Regions from separate parts of the Sus scrofa genome. Here region 1 is linked to region 2. A link is a contact called in public Hi-C data. All regions are on one chromosome and are shown on one strand. Each heading gives the region's core, a stretch centred on a gene start, on an enhancer-like site or on the middle of the called end of the contact. The rest is flanking DNA. Distances are from core to core; before and after follow the strand shown.

Region 1 (7,213 bases), core at 4,688-7,187, 850 kb before region 2:
ATGTACTGGGCAAACAACCTCAAACCCTCATCCACCATAAGCTCTATGAAAACAGAAATTCTGTTTCTGTTTCCACTACACGCCCAGCCCTGTGTTCCTGACAATGCCTGCTTTATTACAGGAAGTAAAACAAATAAATGTTGAAATGCTTAGCTCCCCCCAAAGAAGCAGTCAACTCTTTGGAGAAGAGGACAAAACCTTTTTCTTTGATTATCTACAGTAAAGAAACAGTTAAGCAATTTCTTCTCATTTCGATTTCTTAAATTTTAAAAATCGGTTATGTCCCCCTTGAGATCAATGACAGATAATGATACTGTCAAATTATCACTATGCTCCCCCCCCAAAAAAAAGGTAGTATTCAGAGCACTTAAGTACGAAATCCTAACTAGAGACCACGAAGTCTCTGGTCAGAGGCACTATTGTTTATATTGCCCCTCATCTCTGCCCTGTGAATGAGAAGAACAGAATAGCAAAAACACAGGAAGGACTGCTTCAGGGCGATTATGATCAAGGATTTATAATTTAATATCTCTATGCTTTTGTCTGGAGCGTGGATGATTATGCGTTGTTTCTAATTGCTGCATTTCTGGATCTGTTCGTAAATACACATCACGGGAACATTTTCAAAAGATCTGTCACAGGATTGTCTCTATTTTTTGTGCTTTTACATATAAAAGCCCCCAAAAGAACTGTCAGCAACTCAAAATAATGATTATGTAAATGAAAAATTAAAAAAAAAAAATCCTCCTTTTAAACCAAAGAAAGGCAAAGCTATTTAGAGCAAGGGCCCTCCTCTCCCCACCAGGCAGGCAGAGCGGCCCTCCTTCTCCCCTCCTTGCCCCACTCTCTTCTCAGATCCAGGGAATGTTCTCTTGAGAGTACACCCAATGCTCCCTTCAGTGGAGTAAGGGCCGAGTGCCAGTCTGTACCTTCACCCTTTATCATATAACCCAAACCCTCTCGATTTCCTGGCACTTGTGTCAGGCCATGGAACATGTGTTTCATCTTTTGGGGTTGAATATAAACTCTGGTTGGAAGAGAAAAAAGTCCTCCAGATATTACAATAAACACACACACACAGCAAAAAAAAAAAAAAAAAAGTTCTATCTCCATTGAGCTTAACAATCAGCAGGGCCCAAATTACCTCTTATTAACATTTATTTTACAAAAGAGGCAGGGTATAATTTGGTGATAGATTCAGATTTGGAGAGGAGCTATAATCAGCCTCCTGAAGTGCTCTGCCTGAAGTACATGGCTGCTATTTTTTGTAATTATATTTCCCCCCCACCCACCCCACCCCTTCCCCAGTCTGGAGAGTCTTTCACTCCCATCTCTGGTGCTAGGAGTCCTCCATTCTCCCTCCTCCCCTTCTTTCTCTCCTCACCAGCCCCCCTCTTCTCTCTCCCTTTCTCTCTTTGGGCCTCTTTGAATAATGCAGGCTCTTTCAATAGCCCAGGCAGGCCTGAAGATTAGGAAGCCTGTTTGTGGAGATGGGGGTTGGCTGAATACAAGCAGGAGGCCCCACTCCCCTGGCAGAAAGGCCCTGGGAGCCAGTCCAACTGTGGAGAGCATGTGCTGGGGGGTGGGGGGGTGGGGGTCTGAATAGGCAAGCAGCAGGCCGGCCCATATGTCAGCCTGTGCCACAAAGACGCCTCTGCATATCTACCATGACAAACAGGATTACCGAAGACAATTAATCTGGCACGCTTTATCAAAATCAAGCACTGACCCCCGACCTCTCCCCTCGGTGTGCGGCAGATGCCACGCTCCAATTCAATAGACCTTGAGTGTTCCCTTTTTCACTGCTGAAAAGAATCCAAGGCCTGAATAAGCCTGCCATGGACTAATTGCAACTCCTGTGTGATGGTGACTGTCCTAAGCCAATAGGACGAGGCTACCTTTTCTCCCCCTTTGAATGCATAGGCTATCCGTGGCTCCCTGTCTATACCAGAAAGAAAAAGGAATGCCTCAGTTTCACTTTTATTCCTCTGGGCTGGTGCCTGCAGCTCACTGGGGGTGGCGAAAGGGACAGAGAAGCAGGTAGCTTACTGCCTGATGTTTGGGAGTTCATTCTCGTGGGAGAAGGCTCACCAGTGGCTGATAATCATGATGGTTTGCATGAATTGGTTCATGGTTTGCATGGTGCTCTGTGGGAGAGATACCAATGCAGCAGAAAAATCACAGGGCCTCTGGAATCACAAAATCTCAGATCTCAACTCCATCTAGTCCATTCCTGTAATTTAATCCCATTTATCTTACCTTCCACATCTGCACTCTTTTATGGCTCCGATAAGAGAAAACCCCAAATTTGTTTCTGTTAAGGATATTTCATGACACTGCTTAGATCAGTTTATAAATGAGAACCTTTTGTAGAAAGGAAATATTTATCATTTTTCCTGAAGCTTTTAAGGTTAAGAGACCAATGAGAGAAAGGAAAGCTTTGGTCATATCTAGTCTTACTGGGAAGGAGCTGTGGGAGATTGTGGAAGTCATGGAGCATAGCTGACACTTAGACATTTTTCTGATCCTCACGATTCTCTTATCCAGAAATTGACCTGAGTAGGCAGAAGCAGGATAACGCCTATCAGTTGGTTTGACCTTGGTGATCCCTTGCTTAGACATCTAAATATTTCCTCAGTTTTGATTCCACAAACTTTTCTCAGCGTGAAAAAAATGAAGTTTTCTTAAAGTAGAGTGCTCAGACCACTTGTATGTTGATCACCTAGAGAAGCCATTAAAAAATACAGATTTGTTTGATTTCAAAGTGAGACTGGAGGGAAAAGCGTGGAGCACAACCTTTGAAGGAATGACACAGCCATTGAGGATGCAAGAAAAACGGGTTAGACCAATCAGGCCCAAGATGGCAGAAGATTCCACTTCCGGGAGACCTTGACCCTCCTTATACACTTATTACACTCGTTGTAATAAGTTAGTTTGCTAAATGACACCCCACCAGTGCCACGGCCAGTCCCAGGCTGACCATAAAAGATGAAAAAGGGGGCAGTAGCCTAACTGCTGGAAATCTCCACCCCTTCCCCAAAACAGTTCCTCCTACTCACTAGCATGTCAAGCTATCCAGCCCATAAAGACTAACCACCACCTACAGCCAGGAGCCACTCTTACCTTCTGTCTATGGAGTGTGTATCTCTCTCAATAAACTCATTTTCATTTTACTCTGGCTGCTTGCGAATTTTTTTCCGGCTCCAAGCCAGAGAGTCTCACTTGTCAACCCCACCCAGGGACTCGCAGTAGACCTGGCTTGTCACCATGCATTTGGTCCTGCAATGATAAGACCAAATGCCTCTGATGCTCTTAGCCCAAGCCTGTGTCTGCCTTGTCACCATATTCCCTAGATGATTTTCATTCACCTGACCGTGAAATAAAAATCAGAATGGAGGCTGAAATGCACCTTTGACTATGAGGAAATAGCTCACGTCCAGTAAGGATCCAGTTGCTGATATACCCACATAGACTGAAGAACCTCCAGCTTTATTTCCTTCTTGGCCTAACTCAGCACCTTCTAGCCAATCAGCAACACCCAAGTAACCCACTTGACCCTAATCAATGAGAATTCAGCTCTTTGAATCTCCTGTTTGAGGCTGGTAAACCTTACCGTTACCCTCCAGAGATGAGCTTCTTATCACTTTCAGTTTTGAAGTCCTTTGTTTGTTGAAAACTTTGATTCTTACTCTATAAAATATTCATGTCATAGAAGATCTCTGAATTTTTTTATTGACACTAATATCTGAGAACTGATGTCAAGGTGAAAAAGATGAGGAGTACCACTGAGTTGACTTGGTTCTATGTATATTTGTCACTAAACTAGCTCAGCCACCATGTTGGATGGCCATTCTGTGTACTTCAGTTGCTTCATCTGTAATGATGGCACTGGATCAAGATCTTCTGCCAATTCAGCTTTGAAACATATTGTCTCTCTTGATCTGATTTTTCTGAGAGTTCCTTCCTGTGTTGGAATCTGATGAATAATGTGTCTTCCTAGCTCTTTTCAGGCATATAGTTTAGATACTGGGCAAGATTGCTAAGATGGTACTGGAGTTGCAGGCTGTGTGATTCTGGGCACAGGTACTGTATGATTTTCTTTCTGGTCTAGTCAGTAAAATTGAGTGGGAATGATCAAAGCTGTATTATCAAGAGAAGACAGATTACTGTTAAAGTCTTTGAATAAAATCAGAGCACCAGGAAATAGTGCTTGTATTTGCTCAACCTGAAGAAACTGAAGATGCAAATATTTTACTAAAAGGTATAAGAGTCATGGATTTAAAAAAGAAGGTGGGAAAATAGTATTCTCCTGAATTGTTGTGGCCTTAGGTCCACCTGAGATTTCCTAAGTTGTGGCCCAGGAGAAGTGCCTGACCCCTGGGCATTAACTCTTGAAAAGTACAAGGACTCTACCATCCAAGTCCCTCTAGCAGGGATTCTGCTGACATGGTTTCAATCAAGGCTGTAGGGAGATTAGTCTCTGTATGAATGTCGACTATAGGATTACAAAGCATCCTTGCACTTAGCTTCATTGTTCTTGAACATAGGATCTCCCCTCCCCCTATGAAAATCTTGTTTTACTGCATTTACATTGGAAAATATTTGCAATTAAGTTATTAATTAGTTTGGGAATCTGCAAAATCCAAGATCAGTGAGATTGTCTCCTACTAATGTTAAATATCTAGCATATGTAAGATGCCTAATATACAGAGAAGCATTTCTAGAAAAATGATGCATAAGTGAGATAAAAGAAATAATGACATTAAAAATATCTGTATTAGAAGGAAATTGGGAGAGTGAGCAATTTTTTTTTTCTATAAGGTTTCAGGAAGAAATATAATTATCTGTTTGTTTCTTTTATGTCCTGTAGCAAGAGACATAAAACTAGAAAGATGCATAAATACATAGATAATTTTAGACTGAGAAGATGTGAGTGTAGTCATAGATTTATTAGGCATATGTTTCTTAGTCAATAAAAATCTGGTCAGTAAGCACTTAACTGGATAGTTCTGGCCTCTAGAACTATTTTCCATCCCTGACTTTTCCAGCTTTTGTAAACAATCCCTAGTATTTTAACCATGTAAAGAGACCCAACTCACCCAGATCTAAGCGTATACACATGGATGGAGGTGCTCATGTGCTAGTTATTAAAGTGACCCTGGGCAAAGCTAATTTTGCTGGGCTGTGTTACTGAAATAAAATGGAGCCCCACCCTCACTTTGTGGGGAGAAGTTAGGGGCGGGATTTCAGGCTGGCAGAGCTCCAGATGGAACACACTATATGGTGTCAGTGATTGCTGTAGGGTTCGTGTCCTGAAGAAAACAATAGCTTAGTGCTGATAAAGCAAGAGGTGATTGTCCTTGATAAGCCAGCTGCTGGAGGCTCAGCTTACTGGGGTCAGGCACAAGGTATCTCTTTCATATAACCTCTCAGAGAAAAATTCAGATGCTGGTGTTATTCCTTTGCTTACAGTCTAGGATCCTGCCCATAATGTGTTTCATTTCTTGTAAGTCTCAGCAGAAAACGCACCTGAGTATAAAACTAGAGCCCTTGCAACATCTGGAAACCCTTGGAGTAATCCATTACCACTTGAACAATGGAAAATATCCCTACCCCACCCCCTTTATCTTCCTTCTTTTGAATCTTTAAAGGGTAAAACCCCCACCCCCATTCCATGAATGCTGAGATAAACTGCTGCTTAGATAATTCACTGTCAAAAAATATTGAGCACACTTTAGGGGGATGGCAGTCGTAATGGTCTTTTCAAGTGCCGTAGCACGAAAGCTGAGCCTATCAAGATTTTTTGGCAGGCTTTGCGTTTAACTTGTCATGTTATATATTGCAGAAGTGCAATTCGGAATCAGTGTAAATCAGCTTAGAGGACTCTTAGGGAAGCTGTGGGAAAGTTGCCTCAGCAACACTTGGGCTAAACAGAAGGTGGCAGCCTTTTAACATCATCTGGCACAGGCGCAGCCAGCACACATACAGATTCCATTGCCATGATCATTGGGTTCTTCTCTAAATTCCTGATAGGCAGTTTACAGCTTCATGCTTCTTGCAGCAAGGAAGCAGAACAGAATGAGGAGAGGTTTATTTAGAGTGATAGCACTGGACACCTAGAGGCTCAATTGGCAAAATATACAGCAAATAGAAAACCATAGCACTGGACTGAAAACATCTATAGCAATGTCAGAAACTTGTCTATTTTTCATTCTTAATGAAAACTCCAGTGTTCAAGGTAAATAATACATCAAATTAAGCCTAGAAAGGGATAGGCAGTTTCCATTTTCTCTGCTTCCAAAAGAACTTTATGAAACTAATTTATAACAATGGGAAAACCCTGAGAATAAGACAATTATGGTCCAGTATGGATTCCAGTGTGAATCCTTGGGCTGTAAGTAAAGCCAAAGAGCTTTTGTTTAATGTTGGATTCCCTAAGGTTCACTCTTAGTTCTGCTACTAGGTAGCTTCTGACCTAGGGCAAATCTCCAAGCCTCAGTTTCTGTCCCCTCCCCCACACTTTTTTTCGGGCCACATCCAGGGCATATGGAAGTTCCCAGGCTAGACATTAAATGGGAGATGCAGCTGCCAGTCTAGGCCACAGCCACATAGCAACATGGTATCTGAGCCAAGCTGTTTGCCATCTACACTACCGCTCGTGGCAACATGGGATCCTCAACCCACAGAGCGGGGCCAGGGATTGAACCTGCATCCTCATGGATATTACTTGGGTTCATTACTGCTGAGCCACCATGGGCACTCCCCAGTTCCTTCATTTTTAATTGGGGATAATAAATACATGTCTATGGTAGGGTTATGATGATTTGTGAGATCATATATGTAATACAGTGCCCAGTTCATACCAAATATTCAATAAATGATATCTTTACAATCATCACTCTTACTATTTTTACTTTACTCTTACTTTGCTATTCTCAAAAATGTTGCGTACTTTATCTAATTTTATCCTTACAGCGATTCTGAGAAGTAGGTGGGAAAGGAATTTCTCTCTTCCCTTTGCAACTAGGGGTAGGAAGGGTAGATTAAGTGACATGCTGGGTCGTAAGCCCTCTCCTTTCTCTAGGACTCCATTTTCTCATCAGGTAAATGAAGAATCTGAGCTGGAGAAAGGGAATTTAAAGTTCTTTCCAGATTTAACATTTGCAAATCCTTTGTTTAGGTGAACTTCCAGCATCTTTGTAAGGAGTGAGCC
Region 2 (6,827 bases), core at 1,370-3,869:
AAGAGGGTAGGGTGGGAGCAGTTAGGTTTTATCCATGAGTATAAACAACAGGCTGGCTTTTGAAAAATAAGCCAAACCCAAAATAGCCCAGGAAAAAAATATTTTGTAATAAAAAAGGGCTATATATAAGTGCATACATACATACATATATATTTTTCCCCCCTGTCCAAATCTGGAATCCTTACTATCTTATTTTAAACAAACCAGAGATTGCAAGCTTCAATCTGTTTGGATAGAAAAGAATTTATATAAATGTTTTGTTCCAGCCCAAAAGGGAAAGAGAGTTTAAATACACAGTGCATGAAAGATGCATGCCCAACTTCAAAACAGCTTAGTGCAGAGGAGAGGAAAAATAACCCAACCTTCTGTTAGTCCTTAGCAGCAGTCTTTATAAACTGAAATATCTTGTGATTTGCAACATCGTTTCCATGACCCCAACCCTAAGCCATTAACCAAAATTTCATAACTGCCCTGCTCTGGTGCCTCTTCGGGTGGGGAGAACAGGAGGGTCAACGAAGAATAATGGAAGCAAAAATCTGTATTTTGCACCCTTCCTCTGCACTTGAGAAAGAAAAAACCAGGGCAGATAAATCTGTATAATACTAAACCAAATCTCCTTAATTCCAGTCAGCTTTTATCATTCAGTCACTGAGTCTGTGTGTGGAAAAATTCATGCTAATTCCCCCTAGCAACAGCCTCAGCCTATCAGGAAGACTTTATGTACCATGCAGCTGCCAGCCAGAGAGAATAACTCTAAGTAGGTCAGGCCTGTATTTCTAAAAATGCTACGGTCTAGTAACCCCACTGTCCCGTCTGTCTGCCCTGCCCCATAATAACCTCAATTGCTTGGTGACACAATGACATACTACCCTGTTAGAGAGCAATCACATCATGCTACATTATTCTGCTTCGGGCATGACTGCTGGGTGAAGGACCCACGGAGGGGCAGCATTAATCAGGCAGCCATTCACGTCCACCAGCACTTCAGTCCCGAAATGGGGACTGCATTAATGACCAGCTGTTTGAACGAACACAAACAAAATAATGTCTTCCACCCTGTTGGGTGCACAGAATGAGCTATTCTGATCTGGCAGGTTCCGCTCCTTGACTAAATCGAAGATGTAAATTAAACGGGCTCCGACAATGTCAGCTTTGGCAACCTCAGAGTAAGTATATTTAAATTATATTACGTGGGATTCAAAAAGCTATTGATTTAATATACAGGGCTTTCCCCTGCCTGCGCGTCTCCCTAATCCACATTAAAAAGGGAAATGCATACACGGGTAACGTAATACATATGCGCGTATTACCCAGGAAGCCGAGAGAGAGCGGGGCTGAACTGAAATTGACTTCTCTTCGGGCAGAGAAACAAAGCGGGTGTGGAGTAATTGTGCAGTGTGAACACAAATACAAATAGGCAATGAATGCCGTGGAGGAGCGCTGAAAACAAATAAGAGTAAACATCCTAAGCCTACCAACCAATCAGCTCCTCCCACCGTGTCTCTGTGGGGGCTGTGGGCGCACCGCAATCGCTAAGAACCAGAGACAAGGGAGGGAAGTGAAAACGTGGCCTTAGAATCTCAACCACGGTGGTGCCCCAACTTGGCCTGGGGTTATTCAGGCACTGCTGTTTGGCTTCAGGACAACCAAGGCTCCTTCAAGGTTTATACCAGGGCTAGCAACAAAAAGCAGAACCCCACAGGAGTTTTCAAATTCTAAAATGGGCATTTTCAAATTCAATTGACCCAATTTATCAGAATATAGCTTTTAACTCCTCTCCATGTTAATGCACAAAAACACGTAAACAAACACTTCCTGAGGATGCAGAGATAAGGGAGACGAGCAGTGCTGTTTTGGGCTATTTGGGGGAATATCTTGCACTGATGGGGCAAAGTGCTAATATTTTCTTACACAATTAATCTGCATTTTTAAGGGTCCACAGTTTCATTTAATGAATACACAGTATCCCCACCTCCCCAATGAATAAATAATTCAGCCTTCAATTATGCAGAATTCAGCAAATCTCAAATGTGTAATCCATCAGTATTTGATTTACAAACATAGAAGATTCCCTAATTCATTTGCCCTTGTTTGAACCGGGTTTGATAACTCGGTTATGACTGTCTTCTGCACTTTGTGGCACACATCACATAGTTATTCTTGGAGAGATACAGTTACTGACGCAACCATGAACCACTAATTACAAGCTGCTGACATTCTGCTTGTCTCTGCAGCTTTGAAGTTCTGAGTCTGTTTTTCTCACTTATGTGCTTGCTCAGTTTCACTCTCTTTCCCTCACTGCTCCCCTCCCCCCATCGTCCTCTCTTCTCCTTCTTCCCACTTTGAGCCTTTCTGGATTGGCTCTAGTACTATCTGGAGGGAGCGCTAAGAGGGATCAGCAGCTCCAACCTGCTTTCTTTCCATTCCCTCCCTGCTCCCCGTGCGTGCACACAGATCTACAGTTTGGACAGTACAGTAATAAGATCCCCACCCAACCCCACCCGCAGGAATGCGTCAACAGCTGGCCAAACATAATCCAACACACAGAGCTGCCTTTGTAGAAATAGTAACAAACAGTGGAAGGGCCAGACAGGCATCCCAGACAAGCTCCCCATGACAACTGGGAAAGCTCCTCTACCCCAGACTGGAGCTGACTCCTTTACCAAGCTGGGCTTGGGGTGCCACGGCTCATGCATCTAAAGCCCAAACAAGCGCCTCCCCAAGCTCTCCAGAGGCTGTCCCAGGGCACGTGCATCTCCCCACAGCAAGGGAGATCCCGCGCTTCCTCTATACTGAGTGTGACTCTTTTTTGCCGCATGGCACGCGCCCTCCAAACGCAACACCGCAATCCCAAATTTCATCAACGGTATCCCGCACCTCTATCTAGCCATCTACCTGCAAGCTCGTAAGGACCATCTCTTCCTGAGCAAAGGACTCCTTTTCTTAATTTAGAGGCTGAGCCGGGAATTCTAAAACATGTAAATATAAGACTGCATTCGTCTCCATTGAACATTTAGCATCTGAAGCCTGTGGTAGCCAGCTGGTCTCAAAGTCATCTGGGATACATTTATTTTGATTAAATTGATCAGATTTCTATTTACAGGACAGAATTTTTCACCATACTGAATACAGCTGTGTTTACAGGGATCTGTAGAAGAAGAAAACAAAACCCTACAATCAGTCCTAGAGAAGCACAGAGCACTCAGAACTTCAAGGAGTTAAAGCTGAGGAGGGTTGCTTGCACATTAACAAGAAAATTCTGCATGCAGCTGCTTTGGCCATTCTCTCTGGCTAGTCAGGAAATGGGTGTTGAGCTGAAGCTGAAAATACAAGCTGCAATCAAGCCCAATCCAGCCAAGTGACAGACTTCCTGTGTAAAATGGTCAGAAATCTCTTTTTTCATGTCTCTACATGCATGCACATGCATTTAAATCCATGCTGCAAGGCTGCTCTTTCCTCTGGGGACACTGGTACAGTCACCTAGCCCATCAGTTTCTTCCTTGACAGCACCGGGGACATCCAGACTACAATTTACAGTTCCTCCATCCATGTACTGGGTTGTAAATTATGCCATCCTCCTAGAATGAGAATGCAGGGCGAGCGGCAGATGATCAAACGGCGTTCTGCATCTCCTCTTTCTTCTCAGGCGCTCCCTCGCTCTGCCTTTCTCCAACTCTGCCTCTTCCTCGGGCAGGCAGACACGTCAGATACCTGGTTTATCCATCGTCAGCTCCACTCCCAGGTAAAATGCCACCACATCTCATCAAGACTGATCCCTGGGAGCAGCCCCAGCTGGGGGCGCAAGGAAGGGGCTGTGGCCTGCCCTTGCCCTTCAGAGGACCAGTGGGCACTGGATGGAAAGTATTCCTAACTTCCCCTGCCCCGGTCCTTGGCGTTCTTCCCATGCGTCCCACCCCGGGTCTTCTGCAGCATCACCCTGTCTTCCAAGTCCCCTTGTCCGGCTGTGAGGGGGCCCCGGCCACAGCTCCAGCAGCAGGTCCTTCTTCTGCACTGCGTAGACCAGCAATGCCGGGTTCAGGTGACCGTGGCGAAGCTGGGGCTGGGAGGCAGCAGGAGCAGCTCAGGTAACCAGGGGAAGCTTGGCGCGCCCACAGCGATGCAGCCCTGGAGCTGTGAGGAAAGACGGTCTGCTTCGGTATTTAAAAAAAAAAAAAAAAAAAAAAAAAGGAAAGAAAGAAAGAAACACAAAAACAGCGCAGCTCGGCGCCTGCGGGGGTGGAAAAAAAACAGACACAAACCATAAAAAAAAAAAAAAAAAAAAGCAAGAGTTAAAATCAAATTTCAAAAAAAAAAAAATTACATAGATCAGAGTACTTCATGCGACTTTTATTTTTGACGTTTCTCGGGTTATTGGCCTCCCCACCCCCTCCAAAATCGCCTCTGTCCCTGAACGCTACTGTCCATGAGTGCCGAGCCACAAAGGCTTTTGCTCCAAAGTGCTGCAGACCCAGCATCACATGAGAAGCCACATGACAACTGGAGTCGGCTGCTGATGTGGTCAACTATGTTGCCGAGGCAAGGGGGAGTAGGAGGGAGACAAATCTTAAGTGAGACATGCCCCTCTCGTGCTGCCAGGAAGAAATTTCCTTAAAAGAACAATGAGTAAAAGGCATCTCTGAAGAAATGCATCCAGACTTTCATATATGCACACGCACATAGACTAAAGAGATCATGGGTGCTTGGAGACATTTTGAGGATGCTGTACCACAGACACTAGCTGGATGGCAGCAATATTATTTCTAGTTTGTATTAGTCAAAGCTGATTCCACTTAAGCGGATTCCTGAAAAGCACACACCATGTCTTCATAGCATGATCAGGCTTGGAAAACCAATTCTATTATCTCGCCCTGCAATCTGTATCTGAACCTGCATTCTGAATAATTTATTTTTAGACTAATAAGATGCTTGCCAAGACCGCTCCCTTTCTTCGGCGAGTGGCGCAGGCAATATTCACCCAAGTGGGAAGAGCTTGCCCCTTTGTAGGGAGAAGAGACGAGACGGTTTTCATGATTTTCAAAATACGCAATTTCTTATTTAAAGGCACACAAACACAATAAAGTTCTCCCGCAAGTAAGCATTAAAACCAAGCAAAATGTTTCTGCTTCATTGAATTAACATGCCTCTTATTTGCAGTTTGGCATCTCACGCTGGCAAATGGTAGTGCTATTTTTCTAGCGCTACTCACGGCTGCAGCTAGAGCCCTTAAGCCACACGGATAGTGCTGCTTCTCAGCAGGGCAAGAACAAACAACCGCTTTCTGGAGCACCTCTCTGCAGAGGTGCTGCACTGCCAGGTATGTTCTGCTAGTTACATTAAGGCACCTAAGAGAGACATGGCCTTCAGGCCTTGTAGATACCATCACTCATCTGGGAATTAAATGAGTTGCCTATTTGGAATAGCCTGTCCAGGATGTGAGAGGTATGCTTCTTTAGAAAATGTGATCGTGCCAGCTAACCAGAACCTGAGAATCAGTAAACAAGGGGTGAGAATTGTCTCCAACTTGCCTTACTCAACCCTAGATATCAAGGTAAGTAACCATCCATTCATTCAAGACGCACGTATCAGTCTCCGGTTGCAAGCATGTGTCAGGGACTGTCCTAGACACTGGGGATCCAGGAGCAAACATGGGCAAGGTCCCTGCCATCGTGGAGCGCCCATTGTCTAGTATTACATCTATATTTTTTCCAGTCGAAGCCAACCTTCTCCCAATTTGGATATTCGAAAGATATCTAAGGAAGAAACCCAGCAGTCACTTCTGCACTCTCTCCTGGCCACCATCCTCTATGAACTCCCAAGTTTTATGGCTTCTTTCCTTACAAACAACTCTTGAATTTCAGATTTCCTCTCCACTCCTCTGGAGTCCACGCTCCTGCATTCACACACTCATACTCAACCATCCTCTCTCTGGTTTTCCTCTTTTCATTCCAGTCCATTGGGCAACCTGCCAGGAGACGAATCCGACCAAACCACCATGTTCTTGATGTCAGACAGGGGACAAGAACCCCTGTCCCTGTGGTCTGGACAATCCTCTGTCCAAGACTGAGGATGCCTCCTTATCTCTTAACATGCATCTGCTACCAGTAAAGACACCCTATTATCTATTTAAGTAGACTGGTCTATTCCCAATCCTCTGAGCACATCATCCATTGAATCAGGAGAAAAAATAACAATTTTGGCTTACTTCTGTTAATAACTAACACAGAGTGCTGTAAGGAAAACAAAGACACACGAGGCACAGTCCCTGCCCTCAGAGAGTGTATAATCTAGGGAACCTGGGCTACATATCCCATCCAGCACTAACCAGGTAAGACTTTGAACTGCTATCTCCCCGAGCTGCATTTCCTATAACAGTAACAAATAGGTCTAAATCTGTCTACTAAATAAGGGTTGGATAAACAGTACCATAAAAGGGTTGAGAAGGGAAAGATTACTTCTACCTAAACATAAGGAAACGTCCCCAAAGGAACCCTAAGATTTGCAGGGTTTGTTTGAGCTATGAAATGAACAGGGTAGGGGGTGGGGTTTGGGTCATCATAATAATAGCAACAGCAATAGCCTAACACTCAATACGTGCCAGGGTCTTGTCTAAGCATTTCACACACGTGAATGGACTTAAATCTTAGCAATCCCATGAGGGATTTATCGCTTTCATAAGCTCTTTTCAACAATACTGAACAGAAGCACAAAAGAGAGGTTAAATAAGCTGCCCAAGACTGCACAGCAAGTAAGTGCTAAAGCACGTCTGGCCCCTGAGCATGTCTTTTTAACCACCATGCTGTCCTCTGTTGAAACTGGAAAATCAGTGG

What was found. A called contact is a pair of places that touch in the nucleus more often than the background predicts.
Region 1: a Hi-C map of heart right ventricle shows a contact between it and region 2, with 2.2 times the contacts expected there. The contact joins two enhancer-like sites. A contact is called at or near these places in 3 of 47 Hi-C or Micro-C datasets (embryonic fibroblasts, fetal heart ventricle and heart right ventricle).

The regions. Positions count from the first base shown.
Region 1 is chr7:18,202,760-18,209,972 of Sscrofa11.1, reverse strand. All of the region lies in intron 4 of LOC106504342 (a long non-coding RNA gene), which reads right to left. Among named protein-coding and RNA genes, the nearest start is that of HDGFL1, 520 kb to the right of the region's middle. Within about 2 kb of position 5,937, at least 6 of the 83 cell types and tissues checked have an H3K27ac peak or open chromatin away from gene starts, as enhancers often do.
Region 2 is chr7:17,346,898-17,353,724 of Sscrofa11.1, reverse strand. It overlaps LOC100512907 (a long non-coding RNA gene), which reads right to left. Exons shown (of 7, transcript XR_002346090.1): 7 at 1-4,228. Among named protein-coding and RNA genes, the nearest start is that of PRL, 110 kb to the left of the region's middle. Within about 2 kb of position 2,619, at least 46 of the 83 cell types and tissues checked have an H3K27ac peak or open chromatin away from gene starts, as enhancers often do.